2 separate regions of the Mus musculus genome follow, and region 2 is linked to region 1. Evidence: chromatin contacts called from public HiChIP or PLAC-seq data. All regions are on one chromosome and are shown on one strand. The core of a region is the stretch at or near the end of the contact, and the rest is flanking DNA. Distances in the headings are between cores, read along the strand shown.

Evidence for each region. HiChIP or PLAC-seq counts read pairs in DNA pulled down with a chosen protein or histone mark.
Region 2: an H3K4me3 HiChIP or PLAC-seq map of bone marrow-derived macrophages shows a contact between it and region 1, with 3 times the contacts expected there. The contact joins the enhancer-like site here to the promoter of Cd1d1 in region 1. A contact is called at or near these places in 5 of 39 promoter capture datasets (3T3-L1-derived adipocytes, cranial neural crest, embryonic stem cells and 2 more), 6 of 115 datasets of contacts at active chromatin or transcription factors (bone marrow-derived macrophages, craniofacial prominence, embryonic basal ganglia and 3 more) and 2 of 9 other capture datasets (adipose tissue and pancreatic islet).

Annotation. Positions count from the first base shown.
Region 1 is chr3:86,997,631-87,001,851 of GRCm38.p6, forward strand. Cd1d1 (CD1d1 antigen) reads right to left here and starts at 1,699. Exons shown (of 6, transcript NM_007639.4): 1 at 1,562-1,699; 2 at 1,003-1,275; 3 at 442-720. The coding sequence starts at 1,622.
Region 2 is chr3:86,756,985-86,761,205 of GRCm38.p6, forward strand. It overlaps Lrba (LPS-responsive beige-like anchor), which reads left to right. Exons shown (of 57, transcript NM_030695.2): 53 at 398-565. Among named protein-coding and RNA genes, the nearest start is that of Gm52625, 8.8 kb to the left of the region's middle. Within about 2 kb of position 2,132, at least 44 of the 459 cell types and tissues checked have an H3K27ac peak or open chromatin away from gene starts, as enhancers often do. A contact at or near this core is called in bone marrow-derived macrophages, where this site is marked.

The DNA.
Region 1 (4,221 bases), core at 449-2,948:
AGAATAAGAAAAAAAATTTAAAGCAAGACATTTTATATTAGGGGCTCCAGGTCTCCAATCAAGTTCATGCTTCCCACAGGTCCACCTCTGGAGATGAAGTTGCCTATTAGTTTAATCCATTTGTCTCCCTCTGGCTAGGAAGACCATCCCTGATACTTCTACCCCCCTCCCTGATCTGAGTCTCCTGTAGCCCTCCTCTGTACTCTGGAACAATCTGAATTTCAGCTGGTACAGCCTGCCTCAAATATGGCATGGCTCAGTTTTCATCCCCAGTTTTATTTAACTCAATTTATAGAACCCAAGAGTGGCTGTCAGTGAGAAAATAAACCCCACAGGCCTTACTCATCTCTTCCTAGTCCTTGCCCTTCCTCTACAGCTGACAGTGATGTAAAAACCTAGATGGATCCAAGTGGAGAGCCAGGGTGAAAATAGCCAGCTGACCTTGCTTCTCTAGGTCTGACTTCCCTGCCTCTAGGAGACCACGGACAAATAGGGGGCAGGTGTCATTCAGGAGCATCTGCACGGTTGCACTTGTCCCTTGATCAGCGTTGAGCACTTTGATGGGCAAGTCTAACCAAGATGGGGCCCCTGGGACTGTCTGCCAGGACGTTCCCCAGAATCTCACGACATATTTTCCTTGAAATGCTACGTGTAAAAAGCTTTCCGAAGCATTCCCAGGGTACATTTCACAGCCCGCAGACAGCTGGATCTCAATGGGATCTGTAAGGAGGAGTAGGCAGAGACCAAAGAGTTCATGATTAAGGGATTTGGAAGAAAGGAATTGGTATGAAGATTATCGTTAAGTGCCAGTTGAGGAAAATGATCATGGTGCCCTAGAGCAGAAATGGGCTATTTTTAGAAGGGACAAGGGTTACTTTTAGACAGAAGTAAAACCATAAGGGTGGACAGAGAAGAGAAGCTATGCCCGATGCCCACAGTTATCCAGCTGGGGTCTGGATCACTCCTGCCCACTGGGTTCAGGGTTCCAACCCCTCCACTCACAGTCTTCTTTAGGTGACATCATTTTGACTAATTCCTGTATGTCCCTGGTAAAGCTGACTCGATAGACTTGAAACATATGCTGCAACTTCTCCCACTGCTGGTTACTCAACTTGCCCTGGGACCATGGCTTCGTGAAGCTGATGGTGGCTGAGTCATTACTCCAACGGTGAGTCTGCAGATCCCCCAGCCAGACCACGCTGTCTGTGCGGGACCAGCTTCTGTTTGCAAAGGAAGACATCTGCAGGCAGCGGAAGGTGTAATTCTTTTGCTGGGCTGGAAACAAAGGAAAAGGAAAGAACTTAGCGAGTGGGCTCAGTCTGAGGACAGACTGCAGTAGGAAAAAGCTCAGCTTTAGCTGCGCTTGCGGAAGGAAAGGCAGGCTCAGTGTAGTTCTGAACTGAGCTAAGCCCTGAGCCGCAGCCATACATTGCTCCTCCCACTGTTGTTGCAAGCCGGGAAGCCCACCTCCACCCGCCCACTACTGCACAGAGCTTGTAGCCAGCCTCTTTCTCCCTCCCTTCCTCCCTTCTCTAGATTGTGTGCGCTTTTACTCACTCACCTTCAGATTGTCCCCAGACCTGTAGGAATGCCCACAGCAACAGCCATGGTAGGTACCGCATAGCGCCAGAGTTCTACACAGCCCTCGGCTCCGACTTCTGCGCTTTACTCTGCTCCCGGACTGGTACACAAAGGCTCTGGGGTTTTTGGTGCAGAGCCAGCAAAACCCGGAAGGACGCGCAGGCACGATTGGTAAATTACTCTTTGACAAAGCCAAACCCCCTGGTAGTTGAGGGTTGGAGTGCAGCTTTACTCAGAACCGCTACGCAAACCACTTTTAAACAAAACAAAACAAAACAAAACAACAACAACAAAAATGTCTTTCCGTTATACTAAAGAATGAGGTTGAGACTATCGTCTCAATATCGAAAGCAAGACAAAATTGTATTTCGGTTACAACTCCGATGGTATTAAAAATGCAAGGGGAAAAATAGAAGGGACGTTTTGGTCTAGCTAGCAGGGGCTGTCTGCAGGTGCTCCATTTACAAGTTTGGATCCTCCCAGATATCTATAAATATCACATTAAAATAATGATAATGATAATAATAGATGTGATTCTTCTAGTGGTTCATTGAGAGGATAGGACTAGGCGGGTTAAGTTCCTTCATAGCTTTCGTATGCCCACAGTTTCCCATGTCAGATTCTTTTTCCCCTTACCCTGGTTTCTTTTCTCCCTTGCCTTACCTGCCCTCTGGCTGTCCCCGACTCCATTTTGGGAGAGTACAGGCATATTTTATTTTTAGTTTTTATTTTGTTCTGTATATTGTACTGTCATGATTTGCGAAAATCGAAGACTTGTGTCAGTCTGATGTGAGGAAAAGCCAAAAGTGACGAGATGTGCCCCCTCGAAGCGCTTCAGCACAGCGAAAACACGGGCCATACACCTGCAGACAGATGTCTTTCCCACTCACTCGCAAATACCGAACCTCTTGTTTTTGAGAACAGAGGTAAGATTACAGGGCGCGCCTGTGAGTTTGTAGGGCCATTCCCAACTTCTCACGCTTAAAACAAGTAGTGACAAAAACAGTTGCTCAAAATTTCAGTTACTGTGAGAAAGGAGAAGTCATCCTTGGTAAATCGTACTCCTGCAGCAAGCATCCTGATACCATCTTCCTCGTTCCTTTTTAGTCACCCCGTTGTATGCTTTGCTCTGTCTTTTTGCCTTGTCTCCTAAGTAGGCCTCTTCTCTATGTCTCTACCCTTAACATAACCGCAACCTTCTGCTTCAACTATATGAAATACCTTCCACGAGGTAGGAAAAAACCCCATCATTGATCGGTATAGCCTCTAGGATCATTCTGCCCATGCTCTGGCTTGCCTTGGAGCATCGTTTGGGACCCTACTCTAAGTCTCACATGCTTTCGTCCCTTAGATACAGCTTCTTCCTCAGATCTCTGCACAAATAGACCCCTTGGGGACCTCTGACCTCCAAGCGCCTGCCTAGTGTCCACTCAGACTTCAAACTCCAATGTAATTTTCTCAGAGAGCCTCCTCAAGCTTCCCAGACAGTGTGAATAAAGACTGGAAAGCTAGCCAGCCCATCTCCACACACTGGGCGGCAGCTATCTTTGTTGGCCTTTCTTCCTAACACATAGGCCTTGTCATTACAGAAATGTTAGTTTGACCCCTTCGCTGTCCCAGCTGGAGGCTTGTCAGAACGCGAGAATCACATTGCCTAACCTGACTCCTCCCATTCTGCCTTCACCAACCTTCTCTCCTGGGCCCCAGTGTTGTAAGAGTCCTAGAGGGCAGGCTTCTCCCTCCTGGCTGTGCTCCTGGAGGTGGCTCTAATCCACTAGACCTGATTTTACTGGATATTGCTCCCAACAGTTTGAGAAAAGTTTTGTTAAAAAATAAAAGGTTAAAACAATGATTATTTTTTATAGTTCAAAAGCATGATTTTTTTTATCACAACAAACTTATACCATTTCCCTCCATCCCTTTACTTCCTCCAACTCCTCCCTCATAAATTTAAACAAACCCTCCCTCTCCAGTTGCTTTTGGTCGTGGTGTTTCAATCACAGCAGTGGGATTCTAAGACAACCTCTCTTGACCCTCCTTTTGCTTTCCTAGTTTCTGTGGTTACTCCAGTTTATATGCTCTCAGCTCAAGTTTGGGAATCGATGAAAGAGAGATGAGAGGGCATGCAGCATTCGTCTTTGGGGTCTGGTTTATCCCACTCAGTATAATATTTCCTTGTTCCATTATCTACCTGAGAACTTCATGATTTCATTTTCCTTTATAGTTCCTTGCTCCTCTTCAATAAAGTATCTGCAGTGCAAGCTAAAGCAGTAAGGCAAGAGAAGGAAATTAAAGGGATAAAAATAGGAAAAGATGTCAAGCTAACCCTATATGCAGATGACATGACATTCCAAAAATACCACCAGAACACTCTTAGAAATGATCAACAGTTTCAGCAAAGTGGTAAGATACAGATAAACTTCTATTTGCCAACAACACTTAACATGCCCAGAAAGATATCATAGACACACTCCGGTTCACAATAGTCTCAAAGAAAATGAAATATTTAGGAATAAACCTACGGAGGAAGTGTACCTACTGTTACTATTTTTTTTTAAGTAATTTAAGAAGCATTACTTATAGATCTTCTATGTAAGTCTGCTAGAGTTCTGCTATGAGTTTACCTGGGCTCCTTTGTTT
Region 2 (4,221 bases), core at 882-3,381, 240 kb before region 1:
GCCAAGCCCTGGAAGTCAGCAGGCTTTGGGTTTGTGTCACAGAGTAACTCAAGAAAGTGTTAAATGGCTCCAGTGTAAGTGTTCTCCTGGGCTGCTTTAACCAGAAAATATTATTCTTTAGTAATTTATAGTAGCTGTTCATAAGGATATGGTGTCCTCATACCCAAGTATTTGTTGAAATAGTTTTAACATATGCCTTTCTAAAATCTTATCACTATTCAATTGATTTTTCTCACTATTATAAGTAGCATTTAAAAACAAACAAAAAAACCCTGCCAGGTCAGAACGTTCTAAGATCTGAATTGTCACGGCAGCATTGTCTTGCGGGTTATGTATTTGATAGAAGTTTGCCTTGTCTTTTAATTGTGCCTTAAAGAAAAATTGTTTTATATTTCAGGAAAATTGATCCAAGTGGTGTTTGGCCATTGGGATGTTGTCACTTGCCTAGCTCGCTCTGAGTCGTACATAGGGGGAAATTGTTACATCCTCTCGGGGTCACGTGACGCAACTCTTCTTCTGTGGTACTGGAATGGGAAGAGCAGCGGGATTGGAGATAACCCTGGCGGTAAGTACAAGCTTGTTTTTAAAGTGAGCTTTCTACATCATATAGAAGACTAGCACCTTGGGTAGAAGCTCTTCCATCATGGTGAGAATGAAACTGAATCACCCAAGTAGCTGATTTCTAAATTCACTGATAATTCATGTTCATATGTGAACCCCTTGTTTTCATGTTATACCCATGCTTGGCTGCACTAGTGTCACCAGCTAAAGTAGAGGTGTTCTCATGAACAATATAACCTGTAACATAAAAGAGAAATTACATATTTTCTTGTTGATTGAATTCATGTTTTAAAAAAGAAAATTAAAAGTTATAATTCCGGAAATCTACAACTTTATAATACTTTCATTTACATATTAAAAGATAAAACAGGTCATAAAAGGCCAATATGGAAGATTCAAATCGGCTCCTGGCTTTTCAGATGGGAAATGGAAATGTTCACCAACAGCATTAAATTCCTTCAGAAACTGCTGAAGGCAGTAAAACAACAACAAAAAAATGTGTAACCATTTAAAATTGTAATTCACAGAAGGCAAAAAAGGAAACAGCCACCATTAAAATCAACCGCACACAGCTGCAGTCAAGAGATGGCTTTAAAAAACACATTAAGAAGTAGGAAAAACAATTAAAGGGACCACCTGAAAAATGAGAATTTAATTAAAATGATTATGACAACAGAGAAGAGTTCCTGTAAGAATAGCTATAGATTTCTATCTCATAAGGTAGACTCTGTGACTGTTCTTAAATATTTACCGTGTTTTAATTGAGAGCTGCTTGCAGTGTATTTGGCTAAGGAAAGCTCATGTTATTACCTGAATACTGCACCTTGTCTGGGTGTAAATGTATTTCACCTTGTCACATTTTCGATTGACTTCTCTGGGTTGTGAAAAAAATGGGTAGTACTTGTGTGACAGTGAACACTTTGTTCAAAAAATGCTAATATTTATTTCGTAAAATGCAAAGTTTTTTTAAAGCTATTTTTTTTCTTTTTATGCACTTGAGAGATTTTTGCATTAGATCACAAACATTGTATTCAGTTAATATCTAATGGACCTATTTCTGACTTTAATCAAAGATAATCTTATATGTGAATAGAATAGAAAAAAGTTAAAGTTCTGATACTGTGGGCAATCCAGTCTCAGCGGTCAGAGTGAGCTGTAGTGTGTGTTTGTACTTTGGGGAAGTGTGCTTTGTGCACATCTCTGACTTACACAGACAACTCTGCTTTATATATAATTACAATTAACGTAAAAGGATAGAACACTCGGGGGCTTGGATTTTCTAAATATATACTATGACCCTTTGATTGCTGTGGTGGCCTCTGATGCCTCTCCCGTCCTGGCCTCCTAGATTGAGTGACTACTTTCAGTTTCTCTTTTCCTGTTTTTCTAAATATAAGAGTAATTATATCAGGCAAACCTAAATTTGGTAATACATAAATCTACCAGTTTGTTATTTGTCTCTCAAAGAATTTAGGAAAGCCTTTTTCTTGCCTTACAACGTTTTGTGCATGTATAGCAGTTTGTACCCACGAAGACAGATATGTGAGTCTTTGTTTTTCACTCATCGTGATTACCTTCTCTATGATACGCAGTTTCCAGCCTTGTGTATTCTGAGAAACAGCTAAAGCCCTACTGGCTATTCCTGCATGGAACTGTATAGCATTTCAGAGATTTAATTATGTTTTAAAATTAGAAAACTTTAGATTTTCAGAGTATTTTATATCTACTTACACATTAAATGATATATGCATGTATTTAAATATGTTGTTTATTTAAGTACCTTACAAATTGCCCTAGAGATGGTTTTTGTATGTATGTCATTTAAATAGTGAATCAAGAAGGAGTGATCAAACACTGAGATTCACTGTAAGAGAAATCTAAGTTCCTGGCTCTGCTGTGCCTCCCCCCCCCCTTTCTCTCTCTCTCTCTTCTCTCTCTCTCTCCCTCTCTCTCTCTCTCTCCCTCTCTCTTGTCTGTAAAATAAAGCAATGGTAGGAACTGTTATCAGAGGCACAAGGTGTTCAGCAGACATAAATCACTTCACAGACTCCATCTTGGCTACATATTAAAATGTTGCATGCAATGTCCACCATTCTCTCGTCTGAAACATGGTGGGCAGTAACACCTAGAAATGTACACAATGAAGAAGAGAAAAAAACAGAAACACAGAACATCTAATACAATTTTCAGAAAACTGTAATGTATTTTGAATAACTTATATTACCTCATCTTTTCTGGCCCTTTTATAATATCTGATGCTCCAATTCAATTTCACTTTACCTTTGAAGAACGAGTCTGTAAGAAAGACAAACAGGTACTTTTTCTTACTCTGAGAATTTATACACATTAGGGAAAAAGATTAAAAAGCCAATCTAAGCTTTTAAAAACAAATAGCAGACAGTCTCAACTGGTTCAGTTCTCTGATCCTCTGGCACAGCGAAAGCTGTGAGCAGCCACTGAAGGCTGAAGCCGATGCCTCAGATGAGCGAGCGTCCAGACTCCTGCCTCCGCTATGTCTCAAAGCGACAGGAAGACCCCTGAGAACGGCCACATGCTGGCATGCACACACTTGTAGGATGGCTGGTAAATACACAGGAGTACTTTAACCTCAATATTTTTATTACATGAAAGGAAACAAAAAAAGAGGTGGAGAGCATCCTATTGCTTTTTTCTGCATTTTATAGTTCCTAGGTTCAGCAATTTAATTTTATTTTAAATTCTAAAATTACAAGAAGAGTTAGTGATTTTACTTGCAAGGATCATAAGCAAGAGCCAAATACCATTTTCTTCAAATCTAATAATTGTTGCTATATAGAGAGTTGGTAGCTGTGTAACTATTTTAACCTAATGTTATACAATGTTAATATGTGTATTAGTTGGATAAAAATCAGGGTAACTCAACTTGGATAAAACCTATAAATAGTATAATTTGGAGCTTTAAAAATGACTTGGATGTTTTATGAAACCTGTCTAGATCATGCAGCCAAAGGCTTGCTCTCCGCAGGCAGACAGGCCGTTTTTCACCTTTGGCTCTATTGTCTTGCGATGGTTATCTGCTGTGGAATGCAGCTTTCCAATAAGAAGGCTGAAAATAGTCTTCCACTTGGTTGTGGATGGTTTTTGTAACATTAACCAGGACCATTTCAACGAAAGGTGTTTTCTGCAGAAAGCTCCGCACCTTGTGAGCTCACCCCAGTCCGCTCTCTTAGGCCAAGATTCCTCCAGTGAAAGGTTTTCCCTTCAGAACAATGCAGGCCGGACCAGACCACCTCCTCCAAATTCTCAGAAAGTATGCTCCTTTGGTTCACTAAATTGGTATTTAAATTAAACACTTCCAACTTTGGCATGATTGTCCTTATACAAACAAGATGAAAACATACAACAGTTATTATTTATTCACTAATTTATATTACACTCATAAATCATAAACTGGGATTTAGAAACTAACCATGTATGCCACACTTTTAGGTTTCAAAGTAATTTTTCTTTACAGCCTCAGTCTATTAGCTTTTGGAACAAATGGTTGCCGAATGTGAGGGTGCTGCATAGATTTGTGTGTGTACTATTTCAGTAAAGTACTTTAACATTCTTGCATTCTGGTTTTGATTTGATGGAAAGGTGGCATTTTTTTTTTTCCTCTTTGCAATCAGACATGCTAAT